4 separate regions of the Sus scrofa genome follow, and all the other regions are linked to region 3. Evidence: chromatin contacts called from public Hi-C and HiChIP or PLAC-seq data. All regions are on one chromosome and are shown on one strand. Each heading gives the region's core, a stretch centred on a gene start, on an enhancer-like site or on the middle of the called end of the contact. The rest is flanking DNA. Distances are from core to core; before and after follow the strand shown. Region 1 has its middle 110 kb from the start of IRF2BP2. Region 2 has its middle 210 kb from the start of TOMM20. Region 3 overlaps LOC110256735 (a long non-coding RNA gene). Region 4 has its middle 150 kb from the start of IRF2BP2.

Evidence for each region. A called contact is a pair of places that touch in the nucleus more often than the background predicts. HiChIP or PLAC-seq counts read pairs in DNA pulled down with a chosen protein or histone mark.
Region 1: a contact with region 3 is called in an H3K27ac HiChIP or PLAC-seq map of skeletal muscle. The contact joins two enhancer-like sites. A contact is called at or near these places in 1 of 47 Hi-C or Micro-C datasets (embryonic fibroblasts) and 1 of 2 datasets of contacts at active chromatin or transcription factors (skeletal muscle).
Region 2: a Hi-C map of liver shows a contact between it and region 3, with 2.9 times the contacts expected there. The contact joins two enhancer-like sites. A contact is called at or near these places in 1 of 47 Hi-C or Micro-C datasets (liver) and 1 of 2 datasets of contacts at active chromatin or transcription factors (skeletal muscle).
Region 4: a contact with region 3 is called in an H3K27ac HiChIP or PLAC-seq map of skeletal muscle. The contact joins two enhancer-like sites. A contact is called at or near these places in 2 of 2 datasets of contacts at active chromatin or transcription factors (alveolar macrophages and skeletal muscle).

The regions. Positions count from the first base shown.
Region 1 is chr14:56,430,804-56,434,986 of Sscrofa11.1, forward strand. No RefSeq gene overlaps it. Among named protein-coding and RNA genes, the nearest start is that of IRF2BP2, 110 kb to the right of the region's middle. Within about 2 kb of position 2,803, at least 37 of the 83 cell types and tissues checked have an H3K27ac peak or open chromatin away from gene starts, as enhancers often do. A contact at or near this core is called in skeletal muscle, where this site is marked.
Region 2 is chr14:56,320,220-56,324,544 of Sscrofa11.1, forward strand. No RefSeq gene overlaps it. Among named protein-coding and RNA genes, the nearest start is that of TOMM20, 210 kb to the left of the region's middle. Within about 2 kb of position 2,617, at least 7 of the 83 cell types and tissues checked have an H3K27ac peak or open chromatin away from gene starts, as enhancers often do. A contact at or near this core is called in liver, where this site is marked.
Region 3 is chr14:56,184,971-56,189,053 of Sscrofa11.1, forward strand. LOC110256735 (a long non-coding RNA gene) reads left to right here. Exons shown (of 4, transcript XR_002338651.1): 2 at 2,005-2,105; 3 at 3,943-4,083. Among named protein-coding and RNA genes, the nearest start is that of TOMM20, 74 kb to the left of the region's middle. Within about 2 kb of position 1,646, at least 37 of the 83 cell types and tissues checked have an H3K27ac peak or open chromatin away from gene starts, as enhancers often do. A contact at or near this core is called in liver and skeletal muscle, where this site is marked.
Region 4 is chr14:56,389,067-56,393,150 of Sscrofa11.1, forward strand. No RefSeq gene overlaps it. Among named protein-coding and RNA genes, the nearest start is that of IRF2BP2, 150 kb to the right of the region's middle. Within about 2 kb of position 1,530, at least 16 of the 83 cell types and tissues checked have an H3K27ac peak or open chromatin away from gene starts, as enhancers often do. A contact at or near this core is called in skeletal muscle, where this site is marked.

The sequences.
Region 1 (4,183 bases), core at 1,553-4,052, 250 kb after region 3:
GGCCCTGCCTGGGAACAGAGAGGAACTCAAGAGGAGGTGGCCCGCAGGAGTTCACCTAAGTCGTCACTTAGCCTCTAGTAAACCCTGAATAACCAGGAACCTGGACCAACTCTGAGAAACCATCACTGCCCACAGAGCTTCTGGGGGGCTCAGGGCTGGTGCTGGGGATCACTTTCCCAGACTCCATGGCCTAGGGTTGGCTTTGGGTGCACACGATCACTGAGACAGTGTGCTAAACCACGTGAAGGAAACATCCACTGCTTCTTGCAGGCTTCACCGCCTGCCTCGGCCTGAGTCCATGACACACTGACTTCCATGAGACCCGTGCACCCAACTGCCCAACACATGATGCTCCCAAGGAAAACAATTATCTTTTCCTCACTCAGCATCATCTCTCTCCTCTGGAATTGGGACTCTAGAAATAAATCTTTCCTCAATAAAATTCTCTGCACTTGCATTAATTTCTCTCCTTCTAAACAGCAGCTGGGCAGCCAGCAAATAGCGACCACCCTTGGTCACTGCTGGGAAGATAAAGGATTATTAAAGGAGGGACCAGCTGCTTGCCGATTGCACTGGCGAGGCAGGGAGTGCCAAGAGGCCGTTCTGCCATTGCCCTCCGCCTCCTAGGAAGCAATCTTCAGCTCTAATTGCTGTCTGGTCCATTATCTCCTGGACCACATTTGCATAAGTTTTAAGCCTGAAAGTCAAAGAGAAATAGAATCATACACATCCACACGACCTTTCAATCACTTGAAAAAGGCACCCTCTCTCTCCCAAACACAGAGCCTGGCTTAGAGCAGTCTTGGGTTCTGAGCTGTGAAGCATTGCCACCGTAGGTAGGAAGCAACGTTAGCTCTGGAATTCAATTAAGTGTCAGCACTGCTATTTGAGTCAGGATGAGTCACGCCTCTTCAGCGCGGGGGCTAGGAGCCCCCAGGATTAATGGTGATTGATAAGTGCTGGAGGACCAGGGCTTGCAGCCTCCCAGAATCCTCGCCTCACCCACACACGCTTTTGCATGAATAGCAGCAAAGAACGCGTTGAGTACATGGGAGGTGCTGTCAAGAATTTGCTCCTATCCCCGTCTTTTCTGCTTGTGAGTTTCACTGGCTTTTCAGCTTGCAAAGAGCAGAGAGTGTGTTTTATTTATTTTTAAATTTCTTTTTGCTCTTTTTTTGGCTACCCTGCAGCATATGGAGCTCCCAGGCCAGGGATCAGATCCGAGCCACAGCTGCCACCTTAGCCACAGGTACAGTGACACTGGACCCTTAACCCACTGTGCCAAGCCAGGGATCAAACTGCCTCCCAGCACTCCCAAGACACCACCAATCTCATTGTGCCACAATGGGAACTCCTGGGACTGTGTTTTATATTCCCCTCTCTCAGTTCATGTCCAAATGCTTAAGGGGAGGAAAAAAATGATCTCTGGAACTCCATACCCATCCTATAGGTGAGGAGAAGTAAGTTGCTAATGAGAGAAAGGGCCAGGGCTCAGTTCCAGGAAAGCTGCTGAAAACACCTGCTCTAACCACTGGCCCACACTGCCTCCCAAAGGGTAGGAAGCACCATTCTCTAGTTAACCTGTAAAGTAAAATGTGGGCCTGGGAAAGGTGAAGGCATGTTTCCGTTCCATGCAACAGGGTGCATGCAATCTACATACCATCTACAGGTCATACAATACACAATAGTTGATACAATATACAACAGGCAAAATGTGCCTGGCCCCTTTCCTTGGTCACTTGACTGGTTCAGGCCACGGCCGACAGACTGATTGCCAGTGTACTTTGTCAGATTCCCTCTACCCACCCACCCCCCGGCTCCACCATTCATTTTCCAGAACCCTCTGTTCTGTATTTGCAGTTTCAGTTCTGTATTTGTGGACACAATCTATGAAACAATTCAAAGGGGGAAAGAAATACTTTGGTGAAAGGTAGAAAAATTAACCAAAAAATGGGTTAGGCTGAAAATTCCTCTAAGGCTTGAGGATGAACATTCAAACCTAAGACGAGAAAGTCAAGGTGAGTTTGTCCATTGGGCTAAGAAGGAACAGTGTGGGAAAGTCACACGCTTGTGAGAACCAAGTCAGGCAGGCGGATAACATTCAAGGGCTGGAAAGGATGAAATAAGATATTCTGAGCACATGAGCAATGGCAGCTGGGAGAGCACTGGCCCTTTTCACTCCAGATTTTATAAACTTCAGGTAAAAGAGAGGCAGCAGTGAGAGGCGCATCCTCAGTGTGGTCCCCCCAGGCAAATCTGAGTGGCAGAGATTTTAAGTTGGGTCCATTTTACTTTAGAACTGCCCCGTGTGTGTGCCCGGGTGGCTGGGCTTGGCTTTCTCCGCCTTTGTCTTTGCCGTCTCTCCCTGTTTCCCCACAAAACCAAAGCTACTTGTTCTCCCAGCTTCACAAAGAGGAAAAAAAAAAAAAACGACTCCAAGAGGAAATCACTTCACAGCAAGTGAGCCCTGGGAAGAATTCAAGAGTGAGGAGCCCTTGTAATGAGATTAAGGGAAAAATGCTCTTGTGCCTCCAACTCAGACCCGTCCTCCGTGCGCAGAAGCAGCCAAAACAAATACCGGCATTGTTTTGGGAAGGAAAAGGTTAACAAGCTAGGAAAACAAAATCAGAGATATTTTTCAAAGCGTGACCCTGGGCAGGATGAGCAGAGAGCAGCCTGCCGTTGCAGCAGCATCTCCCCTCCTGGCTGATGTTTATCCTGCAGCTTGTGGGGGGCGGGGAGCAGCTGTGACATTCAGAGAGACCACAGGTTGCTGTCTTCTGCATGGCAGTCGGGCTGCACTCATCGGGCAGAGGCATGAAAGCCTGGGTCCAGAGGAAAAGACGCACAGCTCCTTGGCCCCTTCTTAGAAATGAGCTTAGAAAAAATTCTTTGTGGATCATGCAAAGCTTGGAACACATGCTTTCATCTACCCCTGGCCAAAGCACTAGACTGCAAATGGAAATTTGGAGGCTGTGTCCAGGCTTGGGTTTCAGGCTGGCCTTGAGGACGTGCTTCAGTTTCCTGATTCAGTCAATTAATATTTATCCGGCGCCCACTGTGTGCTGGGGCTGAGGGTCTCCTGCTGCGGATATAAAGTTGATAGACCCCCATCTTTGTCTTTAAGGGACGTACAGTCTGGTAGAGAGAACAGATGTGCGAACAGATTGTTATCCTTGTAATATGTGAAGCATATATAGCTAATATTTAATATTGATGTTTCCCAAATACAGCTGTAATGGGGATGATGCCCGTGGACATTTGACACTCAAACCGTGTTGTGTGTGAGTGTGAGTTGCGTGTGTGTGTGTGTGTGTGTGTGTGTGTGTGGCCAGATGTCCATCACCCTCTGTAGGCAGTGCCCCTGGTTCTTTAGGAGCCTGCAAGCCCACTTCCCTGCTCTCAGCAGGCTTCTGATGATGGGAGCTGCCCTCTGGAAGTCCCGTGGAGCTTCTGGGATGAAGTGTGAAGGGCTAAGATGAGGAAATAGAGGGGCTTCCTTGCCACTCTTCATCCAACAGAGATCGCCAGTGTTCAAGAGGGCCCAGACGCTCTTTGTTCAATCATGCACGCTGCTGGTGATCATGATGGGAGGTTCTGTAGACAGAATCCACAGCCCAAGACAGAGAAACTGGTGAGAGGGTCGAGGTGTCTGTAAGTGGCTTCCATGACATGGTGCCTAGTTTTCTCCAACAAGACTTAACATATTCCTTGTCACATTAAAGTCTCAGCTCTAGGAGGTCCCGTCGTGGCTCAGTGGGTTAAGAACACGACATAGTGTCTGTGAGGATGTGGGTTCGATCCCTGTCCTCGATGAGCAAGTCAAGGATCCGGTGTTGCCGCAAGCTGTGGTGTAGGTCACAGATGCAGTTTGGATCCAGTGTTCTGTGGTTGTGGCATAGACCCCAGCTGCAGCTCTGATACCATGCCTAGCCTGGAAACTTTCATATGCTGCAGCCATAAAAAGAAAAAAAAAAAAAAAGTCTCAGCTCTGTCTTGCTGAGAAGGACCCATTTGGGACTGTACAGGAAATCGCTGAACTTTGCTCAGACTGGGATGGTAAGGCTTATTCTCAACATCTCCACGATTATTTCACTTTTTTTTGTTTGTTTGTTTGGGTTTTTTTTTTTTTGTTTTTTATGGCCGTACCCGCGGCATATGAAGGTCTTAGGCTAGGGGTTAA
Region 2 (4,325 bases), core at 1,367-3,866, 140 kb after region 3:
CTGTCACCAGGAAGAGCCCAGTGAGTGGTGGCAGCTAGATGAAGGATGCATCAAATTACAGAGCCCCTTGAGAAGACGGACCTGCAAACCCAGCCGGTCCCGGGAAGAGTAGTCGATCAGAGCAGACAGGGGTCTTAAAGACTACAGCCTCCAACTCCCTTATCTGAAAGGCGAGGAAAGGGGGCATCTGGAGGAGGCGGAGGCCAACTGTGCCTCCTTCATGCCCAGTGTCTGACTTACTCACATCTCCGTTAATCTGCAAAGACCTCTGAGATGGGGAACGTTAGCTGTGGTGAGCTCTGTCGCCCAGACTAGCAAGTGGGGAGGCAGGATTTGAACTCAGGCACAGCCTGACAGCCGTGCTCTTTGTACCATGTGGCTGGGCCTTCCCCTGAAGCCCTCTGTCTGGAAGAGGTCAGGCCAAGCTGAAGGTACCCTGACCACCCCACCACCACCCCGTCTAGGATTCTTTTTAGGTCAACTCTCACTGTAAATATTTTCTCTTTCATTTTGCAACCCTCAGCAGTTACATACCAGGGCTGCAGAGCAAAGATAAGCTTGGAAGTGAGGAACCTCCCGCCTTGCCCACGTGAACCCTGGCAGTTTCTGAAAGACTCTCAGGCTGTCAAGTGCCATTACCCCCAGAGGTGAAAACTCAGGCTACTCTGGGGAGATGGCCAGGCTTCCTTGTTCAGCGATCTCAGAAAAACCAGGTTGGCCCCAATCCTGAGAGCCCACACCACCCCAGCAGAGGCCCCCTGGCTGGGGCGGGGTTGCATGGATAGGACAGCAGAGCCAGATTTAGCCACACTTCCCTCCAGAGACAGAGTCAGGCAGGGTGGGATCCAGCTCTGGGGTGGGAGGAGTGGTGGGGACAAGGCAGGTGGATGTGCCACTGAGCGGATGACCTCAAGTCTCCCTCTTGTGTGATCACCTCTGATCTGCTTTCTCTGGAGATGCTGGAAAATCCAGAGGAGGGGGAGCAATGGGAGCTATATTTCCAAGAAGACCAAGGGGTCCCCCAAAGGGAAACAACTGTATCTCATGTGATAGAGCCTGGGTCCACCAGGACAAGCAATTGTACAAGCAGTGACAGGTGCAGGGGACTGTCCTTGAGGCAAGGGTCAGCACACTCAGTGTGGGCCCTCCCCCTTGGTCTGCATTCAGGGCCAAGTATTTGTGGAGTCTTTTGCCCTTTATTTCTTGGCCTAGCTTGAGGAAGAGGCCAACATAGGTGGGTCTCTTCACCCACACCAGGCTGATGTTTGGAGCTCTAATCTGAATCCGGTTCCTGAGATCCCCCCAGACCCTCTTCCTTCAGGATCGCTGCTGGGTGCCACCCGCCCCCCCCCCCCCCCCCGTCCCAGAAATGACACTCCTGTCCATTTCTATCTGTGACATCCTGCTCGCCAGTCTCGGCTCAGCTGAAAGTGCCTCTCTTGCCACATGCTCCCTTATTTTCATTTTTAACCTTTCTAAATGATGAACATTTCAAAACTCCCCAGAGCAGAGTGCGATTACCTTTCTCTCTCTGATTTTTTAATATTTTATTTTATTTTATTTTTTTGTCTTTTTAGGGCTTCACACGTGGCATATGGAGGTTCCCAGGCTAGGGGCCTACACCACAGCCTGAGCAACACCAGATCCGAGCCGCATCTATGACCTACACCACAGCTCATGGCAATGCCGGATCCTTAACCCACCGAGCGAGGCCAGGGATTGAACCTGTGTCCTCATAGAAGCTGGTCAGATTCATTTCCACTGAACCATGACCAGAACTCCCCTCACTCTGATTTTTTTAAAAGCCTCGTGTCATTTCCCTCTACATGCTGGATTGGACACCTCTAAAAAAGATGGGCCTTTCAGATGTAATGATATCACCGTTATAGACCTAAGAATTACCAATAACTCCTTGCTCTCACTCAACACCCAATTCAGATGGAAATTTCTCCAATTGTCCCAACTTTTTCTAAGTGTAGATTCTTTTGAGTCAAGTCTACTCTTTGAGTTGGTGGAGTTTTTGAAGGAATGGAGCCAGTTGTTCAGCAGAGCTTCCTGGGCATGGCTTCTGCCTCCTCTCGTCCACTCACGCTCCCCTTACAGCTCTTAGTATGGGTGACCCCACCTGTGCCCACAGCTGAACCAGGCTCTTTGCCCCGTTTCCATCATGAGCTTTCTGAGGGCAGGTATGACATGTCTTCTCATCTTGGTGTTCCTTGTGGTGGGTCCCATCGTAGCACAGTGTGTATTTTAAGTGGCCTATTGACTCTCAAAAACATCACTGTATTGGAGGAATCAGGGACTGAATTTTTTTTTTTCTTTACCACTTAAAACTTGGAGTCTTGAGATTTTGAAACCTCCCCCGCCCCCATGACTGGGAGTGATGGGTTGGATCCACAGGTATTTGTAGGCAGAGCAGAGGGTTGACCAGATGACCTTTGGGACCCAGGATGACTATAATTCTGGCTGCTGCCACATATTGACTTTGGCCTCTAACTTTGTTCTGGGATTTATCAATATTCTCGTGGTTAAATTCCACAGGCTGGCATCATCTGAGGAGGCAAACTAGGACATGCTTTCTTGCCACCACTTTTTACAGCCTGACCAGGGGCAGAAAGGTTGCCCTCTCTCCCTGTGTTGCTGTGTCATTTAGTGGGGTTAGTTGGAGCCAGGGGCCTGGTGTGTCAGGGTGGTGGCACCTCCTGCCCCTTGCTCTGCTTTCTGACCCAACTTTCTGATCTCACAACCTCTGACTTGTTTATTTCCAGAGGTGTAATCTCTATGTCATCTTGCAAGCAAATGAGAAAATATGGCTTGGAGTATGGACTTTAGCTTTATGATTCATTTGTTCAACCAGATCTTTTTGAGAATCACTATGGGCCAGGTTCTGCCTGCCTAGGTTCTGGGGATCCAGTGGTGGTCAAGACCCCCTTTGCTGGCAAGGAGTTCACCGTTGAATGAAAGAGAGAGACCACCAGTGTCATGGTGGGAGGGAGCCCAGGCGCATGGCAGACAGAGAAAGACACCCATCTCAGACTTCTGGGGGTATGGCAGGGCTTCCTGGAGGAGGTGACTTCCAAGCTAAGTCTTGAAAGACACAGAGGGATTTCCTGGAAGAAGGGGAAGGGGAAGAGGGAAGAACATTGCAGGTATATTCCAAGGAGAGTGAATAGCCTGTGGAACAGGACATGCATGTACTGTGTATTTTCAGAGACGCTTGTAATTCACATTTCTCAAATAACTTTTTCAAAAAGGCTTCAGGGCCCCTCATTGTTCCATTCATGTCCCATTCCAGTGACATGCCACCCAGCTCAAAGGTAACTACTTTTCTGACATCTAACACACAGATTCGTTTTGTTTCGTTTTGAAGTTAAATCAATGAAAATTTTACAGTAAAAAAAAAAAAGGGCTTCAGGGAGAGTAAATGATTTGTCTGGGTGGGGAGAGGAGTTAAGTGATTTGTTGGTGGTGGGGAGAGGGGTTAGAATTATGGTCACAGATTCTCGGAGCAGCAGTTCAGCATCCTGACTTTATTCCATGCCATGTCACACCCACCCCTCTATTAAGTTAGTAAAAAATTTCTCATTTGTGCCAGCTGTGGAAGGTTTGGGCCTGGGGGTTCAGGGAGTACACAGCTGCTGTCTTTGGAGAAGAAACGTTGGGCCAGGTCTACGTGTGGGCAGAACCATTAAGGGCCCCTTCAAAGCATCCCTGTGGGTTCCTGGAGACGGGAACCCCTGTCTCAGAGGATGGAAAAGTTTCTCTTCCTGAAGTGGACACAGACTGTTTTATGTTGGCTTACAAGCTAGAAACTACTGACTCCATGTCAGACTACTGACCAAATAAAATTATTTCATGGTTTACATATTATATGAAAACCACGGTTTATGATATATACATGAAATGTGATTACATAGGCTTAAGCCCACCACAATCTTGAGGAAGGCCAAGATTTTTCCTTCCCTTCTCCACATCAGATGCTTTTTAAAAATCTCTGAGAGGACTTCCTTTGTGGCTCAGTGGGTTAAAGATCTGGGGTTGTCAGTGCAGGAGCATGTTTCATACAGGAGAGGTGATGCCTGGGAGTTCCCGCTGTGGTGCAATCGTTTTGGCAGCATCTCTGGAGCGCTGGGATGCACTTTTGATCCCTGGCCCAGCACAGTGACTTCAGGGTCCGGTTTTGCTGCAGCTGTGGCATAGGTTGCAACTACGGCTCAGATCTGATCCCTGGGCTGGGAGCTCCAAATGCCGGGGAGGGGGCGGCCAAAAAAGGAAAGAAAGAAAGGAAGGAGGGAAGGAAGAAAGAAAGAGAGAAAGGAAGAAAG
Region 3 (4,083 bases), core at 396-2,895:
TTGAACCCGAATCCCCGTTACTAGTCAGGTTCTTAACCCACTGAGCCACAACGGGAACTCCCAGATGCTGGGTTTAGACAGGGTAGAGCCCCCGCCCTCCTGTGACTCACAGCCAACTGGGAAATGCCACACTCCACGGCAGCCAACTGTGACTAGGGAGGGAGGTGACCTCAGATGAGGGGTCTCACACAGCCTCAGGGTGGGAGGGGCAGGGAAGACCCCTGGGAGCGGGGAGTGGGGTGGTGGCAGCACCTGGACCACAAGCGTTAAGTGGAGCTTGGTGCAGTGCTCAGACAGACACCGCTGAGTCCAGAACAAGTGATGGAGGCAGAGGATTCAAACTCAGGTCTTTGCTGGCTCTGCATCCAGAGGGACTGTGGAGCTGGGGTTACCTCTGGGGCACACCCGTGTTCTTTGAGGTCTCTGCTGAGGGCACTGGAACAGCACAGGGAGGTGTGATGGGCACTCCAGCGCTCCCCCAGCACCCGGTCTTCTTTCTCTCACATCTTTTCTCTTTGCCCAACTCACTGGCTTAGTTAGGGAAGGTCACTCTCAACAAATGAAAGGGGTAAAGAATCTACTTGCTTCTGTTGCATTTTCATGGAGGCTCCAAACAACAGTAACTTAAGGGATGTGTCTGAGCAGCGCGATGGAAAGATGTGGAATTATTGGAGTTCCTGTTGTGCCTCAGTGGATTAAGGACCAAATGTTGTCTCTTTAAGGATGTGGGTTCAAACAATCACCTTGCTCAGTGGGTTAGGGATCCATCATTGCTGCAAGCTGTGGCTTAGGTCACAGATGCGTCTCAGATCTGTTATGGCTGTGGCATAGGCTGGCAGCTGCAGTTCCAATGCGACCCCTGGTCCAGGAACTTCCATATGCCATAGGTGCAGCTGTAAAAAGGGAAAACAAATTTAAAAAAGATGCGGAATTATAGATTCCCATTGCGGCTCAGTGGTAATGAACACAACTAGTATCCATGAGGATGCCAGTTCAATCCGTAGCCTTGCTCAGTGGGTTAAGGATCCGGCATTGCCATGAGCTGTGGTGTAGGTCGCAGAGGTGGCTCAGATCCTGTGTTGCTGTGGCTGTGGTGTAGGCCGGCAGCTGCAGCTCTAATTTGACCCCTAGCCTGGGAACTTCCATATGCTCTAGGTGCAGCTCTAAAAGGACAAAAAAAAAAAAAAAAAAAAAAAAAAGATGTGGAATTATCTACCAGCTTTGACAAATGATCCGACTCCAGGGATTTCTGGAGAAGAACCAACCGCACAGCAGGAGATGTGTCAGCTGGACTTTGCCTGCCCAGAGTCCCTTCCTGGGCATCGGAAGGAAGGAACCAGAAGGTCCCAGGCAGAGTCAGGATCCCCACCTCAGGTTCAGGGCAGGCCGTATGTCAGTCAGCATTGCCACCATCAACACCCGCACCCCACCCCCGCAACAATCTTTCGAGGAGCCGGGGAGCTTGCTTTTCACCTTGGCTTTGCTGAGCCTTTGCTGTGAGGCCAGAGGCAAGGGGCGTTTATCCAGGGCTGTGCAGCCTGGTCCCGTCTCCCTTGAAGCTGTGAGGGCAAAGCAGCTTCGTTCACATGACCATGTGTTGAACGGTGGTTAGATCCATTGCCTCCTGTTCCAAGAGAAAGGGAAAGGGTGTGGGGGCTGGAGTCTGGGCTGGGTGCCTGCGGATGCGTAATCCTGTGTCTGGCCCTCTGTCGGTTTCTCCTGGGTTTGGAGAAGGGGACCTAGCATCTCTTGTCCAGTCTTCCCGGTCCCAGTGATAGCAGGGGTTGTGAATTATGGACGCAGCAGCAAATGTTTTTAATCTTCCATGAAACAAAACCAGCGTGTTTTCTGCACCAGGGGCTGAGGCCGAGGGAGGAAGCGAACAGCTGCTCCGATATGGCCAACTCGGGAATGACGTCAATGCGAGTCAGTCCGGGCCAAAGACTCCACTCAGGAAGCTTAAAAGTGATACTGAAAACAAATTTGCATTTTTTCCTTTCACAGGAACTCGGCGACTCTCCGTTTCACCGAGATGTTTTCACCAGCGTTTGCAACTAGTGTGTTGAATAAGCCGGGCTCGTGGTCTCAGGGGAATGCAGCTTCAGGTTTTTTTTTTTTTTTTTTTTTTTTCTGCTGCCCCTTTAAAATGGATTCAGCGAGATGAATGTTTCCTGGCCTGGGATGAAAACGCTGGCAGGCGCTGCCTTTTTTGCTCCTCTTAGGAAATAGTCTGTCCTAAGGTCGCTTTAAATGGAAAACAGTCTCAATTTGGAATTTGAATATCCAGGCCAAGATATTAGTCAAAACCCTCAAATTTGACATCCCATTCTTCACCCCAGCTCCAGCTTAGCTTGCTTAGGGCTGGAAGCCTCCGTGGGAAAGGGGGCTTCTCTGCTGGACTCCGATGGCCCCTCCCACTCCTCCCCGAGTGGGGAGCTGGGGTTCAGGGTGAGAGGAAGGCAGAGCATAGCTCTTACTTGAGTGGGTGCGGTGGGACCCTGCTGCGGTTGAAGCTGACCTTTCTCCTGAGGTGTCCCTCTTCTGGGTGGTCACTTGCAGCTTTTCCCTCCTCTTCTTGCTGCGGGGAGTCTCTGCCCCTCCAGGCAGAGATGAGAAATAGGGACGAGGTCATCCTGGCTCCCTTCCATGAGGTCCACATCTGGCTCTGACCTTCACACATCACTCTGCCTGACAAACTCCGGGATGCAGGGTGACCCCAACCCCAGCTTGCTCCTGGCCCCACCCCCCAAGCAGAATGCTGCAGGTGAATTAGTTCCCTGTGGATGCTGTTACAAATGACCACAGACGTGACAGCTTGAAAGGAAAAGAATGTACCCTTCCACACCTTGGAGGACAGGAGGCTGAAATCAGTTTACTGGGCGGAAATCCAGTGTCAGGAGGGCTGAGCTCACTCTACAGGCTCTAGAGGGATTCATCTTGTTGCCTCTCCCGCTTCTGGTGGCTGCCAGCATTTCTTGGGTTGTGGCCCCATCCCCTCTGGTGACATTTGACGTCGCCTCCTTGTGTGGTTAAACCTCCCTCTGCCTCCCTCTAGTGGGCATATGTGCAATTGCATGTAGGGCTCTGGAAATCCAGGATAACTCCCCATCTCAAGTGTCTTCGTTTAAACCCATCTCTGTTTCCAAATAAGAGACTCTTTTTCCAAATAAGGTGCTTAATCCCACCTGCAAAGACTCTTGCCAATAAAGTCACATTTACAAGTTCCAGGAATTAGACTTGACCTCAGTTGGGCCTTTATTCAGCCCACTGACCCCCACCCCTATTTCCTTGATGGGAAAAGGCCCCAGACTTTTCTGCCTTTCAGCTAAAAGGAGTCACATGAAAAGTTCTCCAAGCAACTTTGGGGAAACCCCCAACGCGATTGAGGTGAGAGGCCGGCCCCCACCTGCCCTTCAGGAAGCACAGCTTTCTCCAAAGATACCCTTCTCAGAAAATCCTCTCTTCAGAAGCCTGTCTCTCAAGGAGCTGACTTGTTATATTCTCCAGGGGGGTGAGGAGGGCAAGGGCAGCAGGACTTTGACCATCTCCCCTGACTACTTCTTGCTTTGGGATTTCATAGTGAAAGCAGCTTGGCCTCCAGAGTGTCACTTTTAACACTCTGTTACCTTCGTGAGGACGATCTGTGGCCTTCGAGGTTGTGGCTGCAGGAGGGGCTGCAGGGGCTGGAATCTGCCTGGCGAGTCTGTCATGGATGCCTCCACCTGGGGTTGAGGGGCACATGGGGCCCCTTTGCCAGTTCACATTGCAGTGCTGGCCGTGTCCAGTTCTGGAACAGTCCAAGGACTGGCCAGTGGGAGGCGCAGGGACACCGGGGCTGCAACGTGGCCGTGGAACTCTGGTGGCAAGCGACACAGGCTGCTTCCATCTTGGTGTTTCCAGTTTGCAACTGTTTTGCTGATCTAGGAATTTCCTATTCTGCAGGTTAGCAGATTGTCATTTGATAAGGTTCAAATGCACGTGTGAACTCAGCTGAGATGGACAAGCTGGCCTGGCAAGAAAATGTGTTCCCCAGCTCTCAGAAAGTGGGTCCAGCTTTTAGGGAAGACAATGGAACAGATTTGT
Region 4 (4,084 bases), core at 280-2,779, 200 kb after region 3:
TCCTTTTTTAGGGCCGAACCCATAGCATATGGAGGTTCCCAGGCTAGGGGTCAAATCAGAGCTGTAGCTGCCAGCCTACGCCACAGCCACAGCAATGCCAGATCTGAGCTGCATCTTCGACCTACACCACAGCTCACAACAACGCTGGATCCTTAACCCACTGAGCGAGGCCAAAGATCAAACCCGAAACCTCATGGTTCCTAGTCGGATTCGTTTCCACTGCGCCATGATAGAAACTCCAAGAAAGAGGTTTTCTTAAGCCTTTGCCATAGCAATTTCTTTTCTGTCAATGTAAATCTCATATATGACCATGGCTCCCTTTTTCCATTGGCTGCCAGGAAGCTCAGAGTGTAGACTAAAATTTACTGTTCAATGCTAGCAACTATGTCATTGCATTGAGACTAAACGTGACTTTTCCCTCTTACTTCTTTCTTCCCTTGCTCTGGATTTTCTTTATTTCTATATATTTATCATGCTATTGTTTCTCTCTGTGCATCTTTATATGAACCTTGAGTTACTTCAATTCTGTCAAACTTGGAACTTTTGGGGGGGTTAAAGTTTCTCAATATGGATACATTTGAAAGACAGTGGGCTGGATCCTGGAGAAATAAAACTGTGGTCAGTACTGCAATTTCTAGAATTTATTGTGAAACTGAATTTTTGTGACCCTTTGCTATAAGTATTTTACAAGTTTTCATAACTATATATGTATCGCTTTATGGGAAAGCTATTTTCCAAAATTGTTACAAAGGTCATTCTTTGATTAACCAGGAGTAAAGGTAGATGGACGAACCTGGCTGCACTGTCCATTTTGCATGAAAATTTGAAGATCAGTTTTTCCAGTTCATGGACAAATGAACCTAAACATCAAAAACAGAAACTCTAATGTTATTACTCATTTTTTGCAATAGACCAATATATACGTTCCATGTGTTTTCCCTCCCCCTCCCCCCCAAATACATGAACATAACTGAAATGTAATTCATGCAATTATAGGTACTAATCCATGACATCCGTTTGGTACTGAAATATATATTGTATTTTTAATTTTTCTGTTGGGTCTGAAAAAGACTCTCTGCTCTTCTTTTCTAGCTGTTACTCTTGTAGCATTTAGGATTATTATGAAGAATAACATTGTCACAGAGGAGTCGGGGTGGTGACATGTCCTCTCTGGGACTCAGTCTGGGAGGCCTGCTGCTGGGCAGCACTAGGGGCTGAAAAAGGAGCTGCTCATCTGAGTGCTAGTGCCTTTTCTTCTTTTTTTTGGCCCCTGAGCGGCCTCGGTGACACCGCCAGCTTTTTAACCCCGTGAGCCATCAGGGAGCTCCAATTTCTGGCGTCTAGGTGCTCTGTCCTTGTAATGTCCTACATCCTGCTTTCTCAAGGATAAGGCAGGTCTCTGCCCACATTTCCTCAGGCTGGAGCTTTTCAATTTCATCTGCACCGGCCTTTGTTATTGAGGTTAGTCTGCTCATGAGTCCCCCCGGGGCCTGGCCAGGACAGGCTCTGTGCAAGCTGCTTTCTATGCGGTCATCTCCCGGCCAAGGAGCTCCAGGCAGCTGCCCCAGCCCCCACCTCAGCCCAGCCCCTTCTTACTGTGTGGTCCCAAAGCAGGTCACCTCACCTGTCGGTACCTCTGTCAGTAAAACCCAGATAATAATACCTCCCAAATAAAGAAAGGGTTTTCTTTAAGCCCTTTGCGCTCCTTCAATGAGCGCACCCCGGAAGTGTCCAGCGTGGCCTTGGGATGGGGCGCTGCGGGGCCCTGTGATTAGGAAACATGAGCCACTGCTCATTCGGCTTTGTCTGGAATGAATGGGAGCTGCCACAAAGCGCTGGGAACTCTCGGTGACACCGAAACCCCGCCGTAAGCTGGGATTGCCTTACAGTCTCACACAGCACACCAGAAAAGAGCAGCGGGGTTGCCTAACCCAGTCCTAATGAACAACTCTCCTTTGAGTTCTTTGGCCGGGTACAAGGCGTGTAAGTAAGACGTGACCCAGTTACAGGTGGAAGGAGCTGAACCCACACAACCAGCCCCCTGAGCTGGGGGAAGGGCATCGTTCTTTGCAAAAGGCGGCTGCTCCCAGCAGTCAGGCTGGACCAGGCAGGGCTGGGCCTTTCTCTGTGCAGAGGCGGGAGAAGCCCATAGCTCCCATACATGGAATTCCTACCAGGTGTCAAGGACTATGCTGGGGGTGACTTTATGCTAAACCCTCCAGACGGCTGTATTCCACACTCTTAATAGTCTAAAGACAAAACAAACCAAAAACCACCACTAAACTTTATACATGCTTCCTCATGATGACAGCCTACCCATTTGGGCCCACAAACCTAAGCCTGAAATTTTGGCCTGAGGCCTACTCACTGATCCTGAGGCTTTAAGACCACACAGCTTGGGGCTGCAAGCTGCAAAGGGGAGGCCTACTTTTCTCATTCTGATCCAGACCTCCAGAAACGGCCAGCAGCTAGACGCACTTTCCCTCCACATGTGGCCTTGGTTCTGGGTGAAAGTCAAGCCCAACTTTCACCCAGAACTCTCTGATCCCATTTTTTTTTTTTAATTTTTAGGGCCACATCCACAGGATATGGAAATCCCAGGCTAGAGGTCAAATCAGAGCTGCAGCTGCTGGCCTAGACCACAGCCACAGCAACTCAGGATACGAGCTGTACCTGCAACTTACACCACAACTCACGGCAATGCCAGATCCTTAACCCACTGAGCGAGGGCAGGGATTGAACCCACATCCTCATGGATACTAGTTGGGTTTGTTACCACTGAGGCACAGTGGGAACCCCTGATCCCGCTTTGACTTGTGAAACCCAATCCCAGTGAGTTCACTTATCTGGCTGCCATATTGCTGGTGGGCAAAGATAGAGTCATGGTTGTTTTTCCTTGAACTTGTTGTGAGCTGGGGGTGGGTTGGGGGAGGGGTGGTAAGGGACCCTGGAATTGGAGGGGTGGGGACAAGTTGCTCTTCTTGGCCTGGGCTTCTGCAGGCACCTCAAGGCAGGTAGGGTGTGCTTGGAGAGAACAGGCTGGGGAAGAAGTTGCTGAAGACCTGTCCTCGGTAAGAGAAGAGGGAAGGGCCATGGGTCTGGCTGCTGGTGCCACACCCTCTGATGAACCCTGAGATGCAGGGGTTCCCAAAGATTCCAGGTAAAAAAACAACTCTGCTTCCTGGTGAGGAATCTATTGTGTCAAGTGCTAGGAAACATGCTTAGTTGAACTGACACTCTGTGTGTGTGTGTGTGTGTGTGTGTGTGTGTGTGTGTGTGTGTGTGTGTGTGTGAGAGATCTGTTGTCATGGAAACCATGGAGAGGAAGCAAACCGCTCTGGATGGGAGCTGCACTCCCTTGGCGTCTGCGTTCTCTGTGCTGATTGGATGGGCCTCCAGAAGAGGCTGCGTGTTATTCAGAGAACTGCTGTTGCCCAGAGAGCCCTGGGCTGACTAGCTCCCTAGGGAGCTGATGTTTAGGGAAGGGTGGAAGCAGCTGGTTGATGGAAGCACTCAGCAATATGAGCTGCAGAATCCAAGGCCCAAGCGTCTCTTGCCGAAGCACCTTTCTTCTAGATTTCAAACTCATCTGTGTTTCAAAAGCAATTTGGTTTAAATGGAATATTCCTCTGACTCCTAATCCATAGGCAGCTATAACGTGCAGGCAATAAAGAGGGTTCCTTGTGATACACTCACAAGTGTGTGGTGAGCCAGACATGGACGGGGCTGCCATGCCGCCAGGGAGGTGGTAGACCAGAAGTCGGACGTCTGAGTCCCTACAAAGAGTCACACCATGCAGGTAGGTGGCTCTGCAATCCACTGGCCTGAGTCTCAAGGAAGGCAATTTTGCAATTTTTTTTTTTTTTCTTTTTAGGGCTGCACCTTTGACATATGGAAGTTCTCGGGCTAGGGGTCAAATTGGAGCTGCAGCTGCTGGCCTCCACCACAGCCATGCGACACTGGATCTGAGCCACATCTTCAACCTATGCCACAGCTTGGGGCAACGCCAGGTCCTTAACCCACTAAGTGAGGCCAGGGATGGGACCCGCATCATCATGGAGACAGTGTCAGGTTCTCAACTGGC